2 separate regions of the Rattus norvegicus genome follow, and region 1 is linked to region 2. Evidence: chromatin contacts called from public Hi-C data. All regions are on one chromosome and are shown on one strand. Each heading gives the region's core, a stretch centred on a gene start, on an enhancer-like site or on the middle of the called end of the contact. The rest is flanking DNA. Distances are from core to core; before and after follow the strand shown.

Region 1 (7,012 bases), core at 2,275-4,774, 210 kb after region 2:
GGTAACAAATGCTTCAGGAGAGAGAACTTGAAACTGGGATATTCCTTCTACCAAGACTCTACCCAGGCTGAATGTTTGTGAAGATTCCTGGAGTCCTGACCATGGCTAAATTGCAAAAGTAGGTACACGGGTCTCAGATCCATTCTATCATCTTATAGAGCTGCATAAGGTGAGACCACAGGAGCTCATTTTCCCTTCTCAGACAATGCTGGGGCAGCTCAGTGGGCAGCTGCTGTCATGGGCTCTGCCAGGCTCGCTCTTCTCGTATCTTATTGTCTCTCTTATTGTCTGCCAATCACAGAAGGCCCGCCTTGCCAGAATCCGTGTGGCCAAAACAGGGAGCTCCAATGCCTACCTGCACAGCAAGCGCAATGGACTCCTCAATGAAGCTCTGGAGCTGACCGTAAGTGTCCAGAAGACCTGGCAGAGTAGATAAAATAGAAACATGTTTTCTCATCCACACATACCAGCACTCCCCAGAAAGCTTCAATCTAGACTCTGACAGAGACATGTTTCCAAATGTTCCCACCAACATATCTCTCCCAGAAAATATCACTGCAGCCCATAAACCCACTGTTGACAAGGGCCCCCAGCCCAAGACCAGTATGTTTTATGGTGATAAGTCCTAGTATGGCTTATCAAGATTTTTCCATGTCCTTCTATCTTCTATGAGGAAATGGAGAGGCTGGAGAGAGGAGAAGACATCAGCCGTATCCTTGATTTTTTTTCTCACTAGGGCACCCCAGAAGAGGAGCACATGGGCAAGACCACGTCACTCATCGAGAGCCAGCACCACCACCTGCTACACTGCTTAGAAAAGACCACTGTGAGTTCCAGCCTACTGCCCCCTCAGGCCTCATCCCTGACCTTCCAAGACTGTACGCACATTATCATCCTAGGCCAGATAGTTTAATCCATCCCCTTCCTATCCAAAACCATAGTCTCTCAGCCTCTAGGATGAAGACCCTAAGGGGTGAGGCAAGGTCACCAGAGTAAGAGATCAGCTGTGTCCTACAGCTCTAGAGAAGAAGCCATTCCCATAGCCTTCCCATTCCCCTGTAACACCAACATGTGTTTTGATTACTGAAGACTAACTTTTGTTTTTCATCCCTTAGTTCTAATGGACATCACCCTCAAAGACTCAAGCTGAGCCTGAGGGTAGATTTTCATCCCACCCCTGTAGCTGAGTTGATGCAATCCATGGGTCCCTTTCATGCCTACATTAATGAAGGAGGCAGAATATATATTCTTTAGCCAAGAATTTATCATTCCCAACCCCACTTAGTAACTTGGCAGTTTTGTATGGAGTTCGGATTGTGAAAGGCCAAATGCTAAGGGGATCATGGCATAGGGTGCCCCAGCTGGAATGGGAATGATGCTTGTGCCTTATTGACAGCCTGAGAGGAAGGGCAGTAGGGCCAACCCTGAACCCTTGGCAAAAGGTGCTAGGAACCATAGGGTGGGAGAAGTCAGAAGAGAAAGCTGAAGTGAACATCCTCCTGTTCCTTTCCAGAAGTTCCCTGGACCCTAGAGTCAGGGCTCAGCACACTCTGGAAAGGAACTTCTTAATTCCTAGTAGCTCATAACCTGGCCTCCCAGATGCTAGATACCCCTTACTCAAAGCCAAAAATGGATACCATGGATGACAGTTGAAACCCCATGAGATCTTCTGAATGGAAAGTGCTCTGTAAACACAGGTCCCAACATCTATGGTCAAAAACCATCTATGCATATCTAGAAATTCTCCTGAGGAAACTGAGCTTGCCAATGGGATAGGCCCAGACCCCACTGCCCATTCCAAGTTGCATGTGCTGGGTGGAATGTATACATTTAAAGGACATGGGTGAAAACCTTGGGGTTTGAAGGGCTGGAATGTTGGCATTGGGGGTTTAAGAGATGGAATGCTGGGGTTGGAGGGATGGAATGCTGAATCTGAGAGAATGCTGGATTGATTGCAGGGATGGGATATTGGAATGCCAGATTTTAGGGAAGGAATGTGGGACCCCTGGGCGGAATGTTGAGATAGGAAGAGAAGAATGTTGGTGTGGAAAGAGTGAATGTTGGGTTCAGCAGGCTCCTATCAGAACCAAGGGGTGAAATGTTGGGACAAGAGCAGAATGCTGGCAACAGGGGCTGGAATGTTGAACTTGGGGGGTGGAATGCTGGGATTGAGAAATTGAATGTCAAGACTGGAATGCTGGAATGTACAACCAATGGTGTTTCTATCTTCTGTTGGCATGTTGTCCTGTAGGGGTTATCCTATCTTGTGGATGATCCCCTGTTGTCTGTACGAACCTCCACCATCAAGGTATAACTTTATAAATTCACTTGTTCTTCTCTGACTCTTGAGTCTGTGGATCTACTCTGCTTACCCCTAGCCTGGTTTTCTGCATGTGCAGCTGATTCTTCCTGGGCTTATGCTGTCTCTGCTGTCACACCCAGTACCAGCTCAGGCTCCCAGTGGTTTTGCACCCAAACTACCCAATTTCCTTTCCTATTCTTCCCTTTGACCTTCCCAGGGGCTAAGAGGGGACAGTGGGATTCAGCTTCAAGGTTTCCTCTTGAATGCCAAGCTCTATGCTACCTCCCAAGTTTCCTAGAAACTCCTGGTATTGGCTGACAGGGGACTCTTTTATCTGAACTGTTCTTACACTTCTCTTTCTCCTTATTCTGACAGTCTTAGCCTCACTACCAATGCCACAGAGCTTTAATCACCTTAGCCAAGCAGCAACTTTCAAATTGTCCTGGCTTTAGCTACATACAAGCCACTCTTGTGGCCTCCAGTCAAAACCCTGTTAATATTCTCTTCCCATGCTTACACTAGGAAATCCCTAGGACCCAGGGAATCCTGTACTGCCAGGTAGTTAAGGATCCGTATGCTATAACTAGAGGGAAAGAAAAAGATTTAAAAAAAAATCTTAGCCCTGGCAATTTGACCCCTTTGCATTCAAGGACAATGTTCCTCCAACTTTATGAAAGGTCCAAAATGTTTACAAACTTATGTCACACTTATAAGTCACCAGATGTGTAAAGATGAACAAGAAAACTCAGATTCAATGACTTCTGAGCTTACTGAAAAAAATCGATTCCAGCTCTGATGATACCACTAGGTCTCTTCTCGTCCTTCTTCTCAAAGCTGTAGATGGAGTATATGAAACACAATGATTGAACAACTGTGTCCCTGCCCAATCTAATGCCCAGGGATGCCAATCTGATTCTTTTGACGTTGACACCTGTGGAAATGAAACCCCTCCCAAACACTTATCTGTAATCCGGGCAGCCCCAAGCAGACAGGCAGCCAGACAGAGACTGGAGCTCTGCCCTTCCTCCTTTCTTCTTTTTCACTTTCTCTCCTTCCTCCCACAGAACCACGAGTTTATTGATGAGCAGATGTTTGAGCAGAACTGCATGGAGAGCTCAATGCAGAACTACCCATCCACCAGAAGCCCTTCTCTGTCCAGCCACTCGGGCCTCACCACCACCTGCTGCTCCCGCCGTAGCAAGAAGACCACGCACCTGCCCAACTCCAACCTGCCGGCCACCCGCCTGCGCAGCATGCAAGAGCTCAGCACCATCCACATCCAGGGCAGTGAGCAGCCCTCCCTCACCACTAGGTGGGTGGCTTCCATTCCTGCCACCCCCAAAGTCTTGAGTCATTCCCTTTCCAGAATTAAACAAGCTCAGCATTAGAACCTCGGGGATCCCCTAGTGGCTCCCTTTATCTACTGCATGGGGCCCCTCTGTTTTCCTCCCCCACTTACCTTCTTCTGCACTAAAGTTAATCCAATGGTCTCCGTGGGCTATAGGATGATACTGTAGCAGTGTAGGTCAAAAGTGGGTTTAAGTGGTGGGGGTGAGGGACTCAGAACGAATTCAAAACTTGAAAAGATGGACTATGGTCATTTTCCTAAGAAAATACTTTTCTCAGCTGTGTGGTATATACGGCTAATTCCAAGCTGAATGTGAGTCACAAGTGGACCTTTCCTTCTCTGTATTTAAGCCATTCCCCATTAATCCAAATAAGTTAGAGAGTTCAGAAAACGTAAAGATCATAGCATCACAAGTGATAAGTCCACTGGGCTGGGAATAAGTACTATCTGCATGATTTGGTAATTGTTAATAATAGTTAGAATGGCAATTAAAGGCTGATTATTAAAGGGAGAGATCAAGGGCCATTGAGTTCCTTGATAGAACATAGAGCAAAAACAGTGCAGGGAATCAAGGGAGAACTGGGTGCCAATAGCAGGAACCATTTTCACTTCACTCTTTTCTATCCCAGTCGCTCCAGCCTTAATTTGAAAGCAGACGACGGACTGAGACCAAACTGCAAAACATCCCAGATTACAACAGCCATCATCAGCATCCCTACTCCCCCAGCTCTAACCCCAGAGGGAGAAAGTCGGCCACCCCCTGCCAGCCCAGGTCCCAACACGAACATTCCTTCCATAACCAGCAATGTTGTCAAGGTCTCTGCCTTGTAAAAACACTGGACAGAGGGCCTGAGGGGGTAGTGGGGAGTAAAGGGGGCTGGCATGTTGGTGGGTGGCCACTGGGACCACTCCCTCCCACTATTTCTGCCTGCCCCATTGCACCTCCAGCACTGAGACTTGTGCCTGGAAGGGAAAGGAAACAGCAAAGGGTACCCAAGGATCCCCCTGCTGGAGTGGACATAGCCCTGTGACATTGCATCTTACTGGGGCCAGAGGAAGGGAGGGGGTGGGTAGGGGATTGGCCATTAGGGGGTGCAGGCTGCTTGCCTGGACAGGGCCTGGTGGGGGTACCTCAGACCAAATAACAGTTGTTTCTGGAGACCCCAGTGAGGAAAACACAAGACCAAGAGCAGCCCAGAGGCCGAGTCGTCACATGCAAACAGGAAGAAATTATAACACTGTGTATTTAAGCACCTTTTTCAAGGATCTTAATGGATAATATTTATTCATGGGAAAAGGTGGAAAACAAAATCATCAATGGATATTCGTGAAATGTTTTTCTCCACGAACCCAACACCTTTAAACCAAAACAATGCATTTTGTGAGGTTGGTTTTTATTTTTCTTCTTTTATAGCAAAAGCTTTTAGGCTCAAAGTCAGTTACTGCTGAGTTCTCTCCCCATTCCCTGGATGGGTGAGGTCACCTTAGCCGGGCCCTCACTGCCCAGCTGACCTGCACAGAACTGTCAAGCAACCACACAGCAAACCTTCTGCTCCGTTGGTCCGTCCGTCTCCTTTGTCTCTGTACCTATCTGCTTCACCTTGGCTGTTTCTGTGTCCAACCATCTGTCTCGCCGTGGACAGTAAATCCTTCTCCGTCACTGCCAAGTACTGCAGACTTGTGCCTGGGGTCAGGCCGAGTGAATGCCAATACAGAAAAGAAAGGAAGCCAGTGGGCTGAGTTTAAGGGTGAGGTAAGTCTATATTATGAACAGAGGTGCTTCCCTTTTAATTGGAACCACTTATCTTTGCAGTTTAGGTGGGGGGGTGGTCTTGAAATTGAAATCAGCAACCTCAGAAAGCAGTTGTTTCTGCTATGCCCCAATGAAGACAGAAGCACCAAGAAGCTCCCACAGTTCCAGAGCGCCTTGCTGTGTACCCTCCTTTAGGATCCACCATGAAGTCCATGCGGAGCTCTGCCAAGAGGCTTCATGAGCATCTTCAAGTGAGGAGGATGGGAGGAGACCCTGGCTTACCACCCAAGGCGGTTCCTAAATAGAACTGTGAAAGTTAAGCTTGTGTATCTCATGAAGAATGTTTCAAAGCAAGAAAGCAAGCAAGAGGCTCTAGATGATCATTGCCTGGTCTAAAAGATGCCTTGAGGTCTGAGCCCTCATCTCTGAAGATAGCTAATGTGTGGAACCACTGATGACCTCCACACAAATGAGGGAGTGCAGATTATATCCTGAAAATGTGGATATGTTTGTTCAAGTTATTTGCAGGGTAGTGGGCCTGGGAAACAGTGTTTCTGGAATCTTCCTAATCATTTTCACCACTTCACAGCAGAGCAAGTGAGCCTCAGGGTTAGTGACAAGAGTCCTTTCCTGCCCTTCTCAACCCCAAATACTCTATTGCAGTCTCTGAAGCCTAGGATCTGAGGCACATGAGCTGTTTGGAATTTCTTACCCATTCTACAGCTGTTTAAAATAAAGATAAGCTGTTCATTTACAGCTCAAACTCTCTCTACCCACTACAGCCATCTAGATGAGTTTTAACTAGACAGCGGTTAACCTGAGGACACTCATGGGGCTTCCTGGTTCCAGCCCCAGTGACCCTGAATGCAGAGGAGTCCTGGTGTTTTGAAGCGGTACCAAACCAGAAAGTGGCTAGAAGGGTGGAAGAAAGGGGCCCTTCCTTCCATGTTTGTCTCCCTGTCTTCATCCTCAGTGGCCCGACAGTCCTTTCTCCTAGACCTGGCCTCAAGATTTCCCCTTATAGGAATGGAGTGGTTCTTCCAATCTAGTAACTTCAGACATATTTTAGCAGCCAAGGCATAGAGCCAAGCTAGACCCAATTTTAGCAGGTAGGCCAAGTAGTAGAAGAGAATCTTCCTTTTGAAGAGTGGATCATGGAACAAAGGAATGTCTAGTTGCATGATAAGCCCTAAGAGCTGAGTGGAATAAGGAGAAGAGTTGAAAAGGAACACTTGAATTCTCATACAAACCACCGTTCTATTTCAGAACAAGTCGTTAGAGAGTTAGAATAATGGCTGCTTCAACCAAGGATCTCCATGTCACTTGAACAGTGCACCAACGCAGCATACTGTGCTTCTCATGAAAAGAAATATATTTTAAAACCTGCACCTCCAAAATTCCATTTTTACTGACTTCAGAGACCTGAATCTTGTGTTGTTTCTATTTCATCTCCAAAGCCCATATCATGCCAGCTCCTAAAAATAATCATTAAACTGTCTGCATTTTCATTCCCCCATTTTAGTCTTGACAAGAGATAAGGAACCCAACTCACCTATGCTCAAAGATACCAACCCAAGAAAACAGCTCACAGCCATATCTGCTAAAGGGG
Region 2 (7,460 bases), core at 421-2,920:
AATAACTGCTACTCTGGAGTAGGCTCCGTTTGCCACAAGCCAGAAACCCTATTCTTGACTCAGGAAGGTCTTTTTCCAGCCACATTTAAAGACGCGTCCTGCCAAGTACACCATCACCCTCGCCACACATTTTTCTTTCCTCTGCTTTTGTGTCTCACCACACACCTCTCCATATTCAGAGCTGCCATCTCTCAAGCCACAGCGTTCCGGTCCCGACAGAGGCACGAAGCAGCCTGCTTCGCGATCTCCAGGCCCGGGATTCCCAGCACCCAGGCCGGAGACACGGAGACACAGGGAAAGCCGGCCACGGTTTGGCTTAGCAGCCAGGACTGCGCGCTACTCGTGCTGCCGCGGTGGTCATGGAACTCTCGGCTGGGCACTACGCACCCGTGGGCCTCCCACTCCTCACGCTGGGTCCGAGTACTAAGCAAAAGGGAACTTTGGGCTTCTGGAAAGCATCCAGACCCTGGACCCACTCTGGAAAGAGAGAAATGAAAGTTCCCAAACCCCCAATCTTAATTCTGGATATTTGTGATGGGACACTGGAGTGAATCCTGAACCTCTGCCCATGCCCTCTCTCACTCCTGTAGGACAAGCAGTTTGTCTTCTTTGGGATCTTTCCAGCACATGCAACTGACAGTTCAGGGTCAGTCTGGAAGCTTGTGGGCGACCGGCTGCACCTCACTAGGTGACCAAGGAGGAGTTAGTTGCTCTGCCCCGTGGGCAGTGAATGGGAAACAGACATCCAGTTAAGTGTACACACTCCACGCGCATACACGCCAGCGCTCCCTGCCACCTCTTTTCAACACGCCCCCGAACTCACGATCACGCCGCACGCCCGGCTCCTCCCCCACCCCCAAGCCAAGCTCACCTTGCCACGCTCTCCCCATGCCCACCCTCGCCGGCACACGCGCTCACACTCGCGTCGGCACACTCCACTACCACCTCCAGGCACACCCTAGGATTCCTCCACTCTCCTGGGGAGACGCACCAGGCTCTGCCTAGTCTCCCCGCCCCCCCGCTGCAGCCCCCCCACTCACGCGCGCGAGACACACACACACACACACACACACACACCCTCGCGCAGAGTCACTCCCCCTCGCACGCCCTCGCCCTGGGCACCCTCCCGCGGCGAGGCTCCCGGGTCCTCCTCCTCGTTCCCTCCGCTGCCTGGCCGCTCTGTGCTCTGGGGCCCGGCCTGGGGCCGCTCGGCCCGTGGGGATCGGTGGGGAGCGGAGGGCGCAGCCTCGCCGCCTCCCCCGGACTCTCCTCTCCGCCCCGCCCGCGCCGCGCCCCCACCGCCTCCTCGGGAGAGGCAGCCCGTGGCCGGCCGGGCTCCGCTCTGCGCGGCATCGGTGGCGGCGGGGGCAGGGAACGAGCGAACCGGAGCTCACGAGCCGGAGAGCGAAGCGGCTAGGCGGGGAAGGGACGCTCTGCCAAGCCCGGGCTGGAGCGGCGGTGGCGGTGGCGGCGGCGGCGGCGGGGGAGGGACAGCCCCACGGACGGACCGACGCACGAACCGACCGAGTGAAGGAGGGACGAGCGAGACTTCGCCGGCGAGGGGAGCCGCCCGAGCGGCGGCGGCTGGGCGCTTCCTCGCGCTGCTGGGCGCTCTGCGCCTCGGCGGCCCCCGGCCGCAGCTTTCTCGCGCGCGCGGGGCGCGGGGCCTGGGGCTGGCTTCGGCGAAGGTAAGAGGGAAGCGACCGAGCCTTCCGGAGCCAGCAAGTGCGAGGAGCGCTGCTCCCACGCCTGTTGCTCCGGATGCCCACGCGGCACCCTCCCACTCCCGCGCCCGGGTGGGTGGGCGCTGGGGCGCCGGAAGGATTGGGGGTGGGGCCGGGCCGTGGGGGAGCAGGCAGCCGGCCTGGGGGCGTCGGTTCCCTCGGCTGCGGAGCCACCTCCGGGCACTGTGGCGCAAAGAGGTTTGGGGGTGGGGGTGTGAACCTCTGCCCTCTTGCCATTGGCCTGCCTTCCCTCGCCGGGCGCCAGAATCAGCGCCCGGGGATCTGGCTGCAGGTGGCGACGGTTTGCTGTGTCCCCGCTCTTTGTGAGCTGAGAAGAGAAATGGCTGAGAGTGGAAGCTAGGAGCTGTTTGGGGCGCTTCGCAAAGTTCTCCAGCCAGGCGAGCCTGTGTTGTGCCTGTTAGAGATTGGGGGCTAGTCCAGCTTTTTGCCTGGCACATCTTCCACCCCGTGATCCCCAGCAAAGGTCCCATAAGTGTCACGAGAGGCCCCGGGGAAGGGGTTTCAAATACTCTTTTGCTTTAACAGGGTGTTTACACTGGGGATGGGCAGAGAAGTTACCTGGAAATCAACTAAATTCCTGTGCTTTCTTAGTGCTGGCATTTGATTCAGCCCACGTTGTTCTCCTTTCATCCCGGGCAGCCTTGATAAGTCAGCAACAGGCTGAGGTTCCAGACCTGAAATCAAGGCAACAAAAAGTCTCCGTGTATTTGACGGAGCCTCTGAACTTTCACGGGGTGATAGGCGGCACAATGCAATCCGCAACCAGGTTTTACAGGGTGGTCATGCATGAATGTAGGTGATGCTTGAATCGATGCCTTATTTACTGTGACTTCCAGGGAGCCTGGATGCTTAATCTCGGAAAGAAAGGGGGGCACCTGGGCATACATTCAATGCAACGCATGTGTACGTTTCCCCATGTGGGCACATACCGGCCCACTGAAAGGAGCTGATGGGTCTATTTTTCCGTGTCGCGTCTTGAATGCTATAAGACCCAAGTACACAAGGGACCTCCAGAGGAAGAAAGATTAACAGCTTGTTCCCTTTTGCTGTTGAGGAGGCCGGAGAAAGAGTTTGGGGAAACTGCACTGGCCATCCTAGGAGTGGCACTGTAAAGAAGAGGACCTGCATGTCCCAGGCCTGTGGCCCAAGGATCTCCAGCTTGGTTCCCCATGCTCATTTTATACCCAACAAAGTCCTGCAGACATGGGACAGACTCCCTGGGGGCATGAAACAGTTCCCAAGACCAGCTCTGGTTTCTGATGACTCTCCTCCGAGGTCATTGAAGGGCAGGTCTTGGTGATGTGACATTTTTGCTGCTTTGTGTCTGTGCTCAGGTGAAGTGTCAAACCCCAGGACAGGAGGTCTGCCTCTTTTTTTTTGACCCTCTGCGTCTAAAATAGAAGCTGCTTAGCAGGCCCTGACTTTTTGCAGCAGGAGAACGTGTTCTCTTTTCTTCTGGATTTTTCATGTTTGGCATTTCTCCGTTTACCTGGTTTTAATCGCTCCCTCCTGCATCCCCACCTCGCCCCACAGCCAAATCTTTCCTACCGTCAAACTCTTTTGCCACAAACAAAAATAGCTTCAGAGTTTTCATTTGTAAAGCATCCATGTCCTAGTAAAACCGTGGTATGGGAGGTGTGTGCGGTGCCATTGGCTGGAAATGGGGCCGCACTGTAGTGCCTGTTGCAGGGTTCATACCCAGGCCAGCTCTGAGAGGCGCTGGTGCTGTTAGGGGTGAGCGTTGCAGCAGTAACCCGCAGAAGCCCTGTTTAAGCCAGGTCATCCCTGCAGGGTTGTGTGGTGGGCGTGGCTGGTATGGATGTCAGCGTGGTGTCTGATAGGATGATAGTCTTCTTCCAAACCCAGGTGTGTACATGTATGTCCATGTGTGCATATATACACATGCACACAGAAAGCAGAAAAGGGATAATTGCTATTGTCTTGGTACTTTGAACCAGAAGGATAGGTTCCGAATCTCCAGAGACAGTCTGGTACTTGCATGGCCCTCTTGGAATAGACTGTCCTGGATTACTGCACAGGGTAAAAGTTTGCCCTTGGGACAAGAGACTTTAGGATGGATAGGGAGAGGATTGATGTTGCCTCTGTCTGAGCTTTCAATTATCCATCAGAAAGCAGTCTGTGAATTACTCATGGCCTTACAAGAGTTGACTCAGAGTAGAGGGTAAGAGCGTGGAGCTCGGCTTGCAAAGCCAGGCAGCGGCAATGGGATTCTAGAACCCAAGAGGCAGTACTGGGACACTGGCAGGAGAAGGGCATTGTCTGCTCAGAGCCATGTGTCTGGCTAACAAGGCTCTCCAGAGTACATCCTGATTCAGCAGTCTCTTTTTCTTGGCCACTTGAACCCCCATCAGTGCCCATCTCAGATACAACAGGGCTGTTAGGGGTCATGAGTGAAGGGGCCAGGAGGGGCCTGAGGCCTAGCCCTCTTCCATTCTAGGAGGATGAGGGGGTTTCTGTGGGTGGACTAGGTCTTAGATTGCCTTGGGTTCCAAGTGATGCAGGTCGTGTGCCCTGTTCTGGGCATCAGCCTCATCAGGAATTCCCAGAACTCCCTCTGCTGAGATGAGGCTCAGGCTAATTGCATCCCCACAGCAACCAACCCAGATGCTCTACTTCCCGCTCTGCATGGGCAGCCATCATAAGGCAGTTTCAGAGAGACTAGAGCTGTAGCCTCTGTGTCCTGGATCCAGGAGAATCGTTAGAACCGATGGGTCCTCTGTCACAGTCTTTTCTAGCTCCTTCATTTTACAGATGAGGAGTCAGCAACCCAGTAAGTTAACAGTGACTTGCTCCCAAAAGTTCGGGATAGTACCAAAACAGACTGAAGGGTCCCCAGAGCCTGTGCTCTCCGCTGCCTACTTCTACGGGAGCATCAGGATTGGGCTGCACCTAGTTCAGGAAAGCCATTTGGCAGTGAGCCAGACAGTGGTCTGTATTGAAAAATGTCCACGAATATATACATTGACTTAGCCACTTTGAGGGAAACTTCTGGGGCTTGGGCAATTTTTTCCTGTCGCTAATAGGTAGAAACATCGTAGGATTTTTCTGGGAAATAAATTAATGTTATGTGATATGCAAACGTGCCTTGGACAATGCCCAGAGCTTTGTCAGTGCCCGGGAAACATGACTTGAGTCAGAACTGGAATTATCTATACCCTGTGTTCAGCCCCTTAGAAACCAGCTAAGTACATGCTGAAAGAGAGGAACATCTGGTCCAAAGAAAACATAGCTCCTTGTAAGGGCAAATGCTTGAAGACAACTACAGGATGCAGGACATGTTTCCGAAGCTGCTCTCAGCGGTGTGTGGCTTACCCGCTGTCATGGATGAATGACCTCCATTCTTCTTGGTTCTCTCAGTTCCTATAATCAAGAGCGCATCAGGCCCACGCTGTTTGTCTATCCTCTAAGCAGTGACACCTATAGGAAGTGTCATTGTCATTGTTGTCTTCTGTAGCATCGGAACAACCTCCTTTACTAAAGAAGAGAGGGACTTATGCAAATTCCCCCTTAGCATGCAGGTGGGAAAGCTGAGGCAGAGAGCAACTCCTTGAGGACACTTAACTGAGACTCCAGTCGGTTCCCAGGATTACGGTTATTCAGGATTTTGATTGAACTCCTCAGAGTTCAGTTTAGAAAGAGAATAGCCATCTTTGGCAACCTCAGGAAACAAAGCAGCAAGGCCTAAGAGTTGAACTGACACAGAGCAAACAGCTTTTATAAAACAGTCTTCCTGGCCTGAGCACCTACTCAAGCGTGGCAGGCACCACCACTACTCAGTGTCCAGTCTTGATAGAAAGCTGAGATTGCATGGCCTTTGTCCTCAAAGATCTCTGTAGGCCTGGGGAGTGTCCTGCCCAGAGAGTTCTGACTACTTGCTAATCATGACAACTCCTCATCTGTAGTTTTCTTCCATGTAAGATGAGTACTACAGTGATGTCTCCTCCAGATTTCTTTCTTTTCTCTCTTCTTCCTCCTCTTCCTCCTCCTCTTCCTCCTCCTCCTCCCCCCTCCTCCTCCTCTCCCTCCTCCTCCTCTCCCCCCTCCTCCTCTTCTTCCTCCCCTTCTTCCTCCTCTTCCTCCTCTTCCTCCTCCTCCTCCTCCTCCTCCTCCTCCTCCTCTTCTTCTTTTTCTTTTTGGGAGCTTGATGGAAATGGTTCATGGATGCTTCCGGCACTGACTGAACCATGTGCGATCAGTTATGAGTAGTCCATTCAAAGTCAAATCCGTGCCCTGCACTTGCAGGTTATCAGGATGCCGGCCATCTGTAAGCCTTAGGTTTTGCTTTCCATGAAGTGATGCACATGGTAGACTCTTCCACCTGGGATCTCTGCCTGGGATCCCCACCTGGGTCGTTGTGAGGATTGAGTGAGGCAGCCATGGGAGACAGTGCAGTACCTTGCATAGAAAATCTGGCCGTTTATTACCATTAATGTCACTCCTGTTAGTGGAGAGATATAAAGCACCTGTAATCCAAGCTTGACCTGGTAGGTGCTAGAGGAGAAAGGCAGAGTGCAGAGACCCTACAGGAAGGAGAGCCTGGAAGAAAAGGAAGCATCACCGAGAAAGAACAGGTAGGATTTTAGTGAGTAGAGTGAGATAGGGACAGAGGGATATACACAGAGGCAGACATCCAGCGAGAGGAGGGACAGAGGGATATACTTAGAGGCAGACTTCCAGGGTTTGTCCGTGAGCCAGTCCCCGCTCTTGTTGTTGGAAGGGGGTAGGGTCCCTGGGCTGTCTGGATGATATGTTAAGCTGGGTCCCTTTATGAGGATGCTGGAACGCTATGCCGTGGAGCTAGGATTTTATTTCATAGGCTGTAGAGTTGAGCACAGAAAGAGCCTTGTTTTAGACTACTCTGGGTAGAATGAATTTCAGGGTAACGGGAGGAATCGGGGAGGGAAAGTGAGACGAGAATGTCAGTGGGAAGGAGTGTCAAGGGAACCCAGGTGTTCATAGTGTTTCATGGTTTTGCAGTCCTTTGAACGGGTGTGAAAGAGACAGGGTGAATGGCCTAGGGTGAGGAATGCTGTGAACAGAAGGTGAAAAGCAACATTCTGGATGGAGACAGGATGTTTCAGAGGCACCCAGGTAGGAAAGACCAGTAGCAGCTCAGGAGCATAAGAGTCAGAAGTTCTGGGGGTCAGTAAGCAGGCAGAGTAGCATTCCTGGAGAGACAAAGGCCAAAACTCACCACAAGTCTCTGTGGAATAAAAACCACCCGACAGCCACAACCAAACCAACAAACAACACAGCAAACTCCGAACGTCACCTCTGCCTCATTTGCTTCAATGCAGAAATAAGCCAAGTGAGTTCTAGAGAATCCAAATAACTCTTGAGTTAGGATTTGGCTCTGAGCTGTGTGATCAGTTTAGGATTAGTGGAGTTGAGCGTGCCAACCCCAGACAATTCCCCGTCACTGTTACGTATGTTTCTGTGTCGCCACATGTCTTCCCACAGATGGTATACATTGGGGGACTGCAGAGCCATTTCACTATCATCTTTAAAAAGGCAGATCTGGGAAGGTAAATGTGCTTCCCAAAGCCAAACATAGTTCTCTCTGCCATTAGTCTCCTCATCCGTGCTGGTGATTGTGACACGTGGTTCAGAAAGCCGTGAGTGAGGAGACAAGGGTGCCTAGCCTAGACGAAGTCTCGAAGGGTGCAGTAGAGGTCAGGTGAGGGAGCCTGGCAT

The links. Hi-C and Micro-C count contacts between places; a contact is called where the count stands out from the background.
Region 1: a contact with region 2 is called in a Hi-C map of prefrontal cortex, with 7 times the contacts expected there. The contact joins the enhancer-like site here to the promoter of Kcnd3 in region 2. A contact is called at or near these places in 4 of 12 Hi-C or Micro-C datasets (Schwann cells, frontal cortex, mammary epithelial cells and 1 more) and 1 of 1 datasets of contacts at active chromatin or transcription factors (oligodendrocytes).

The regions. Positions count from the first base shown.
Region 1 is chr2:195,834,452-195,841,463 of GRCr8, forward strand. It overlaps Kcnd3 (potassium voltage-gated channel subfamily D member 3), which reads left to right. Exons shown (of 8, transcript NM_001270962.1): 4 at 302-403; 5 at 737-826; 6 at 2,252-2,308; 7 at 3,367-3,614; 8 at 4,280-7,012. The coding sequence ends at 4,481. Among named protein-coding and RNA genes, the nearest start is that of Ddx20, 17 kb to the right of the region's middle. Within about 2 kb of position 3,525, at least 5 of the 93 cell types and tissues checked have an H3K27ac peak or open chromatin away from gene starts, as enhancers often do.
Region 2 is chr2:195,624,646-195,632,105 of GRCr8, forward strand. It overlaps Kcnd3 (potassium voltage-gated channel subfamily D member 3), which reads left to right and starts at 1,671. Exons shown (of 8, transcript NM_001270962.1): 1 at 1,671-1,688.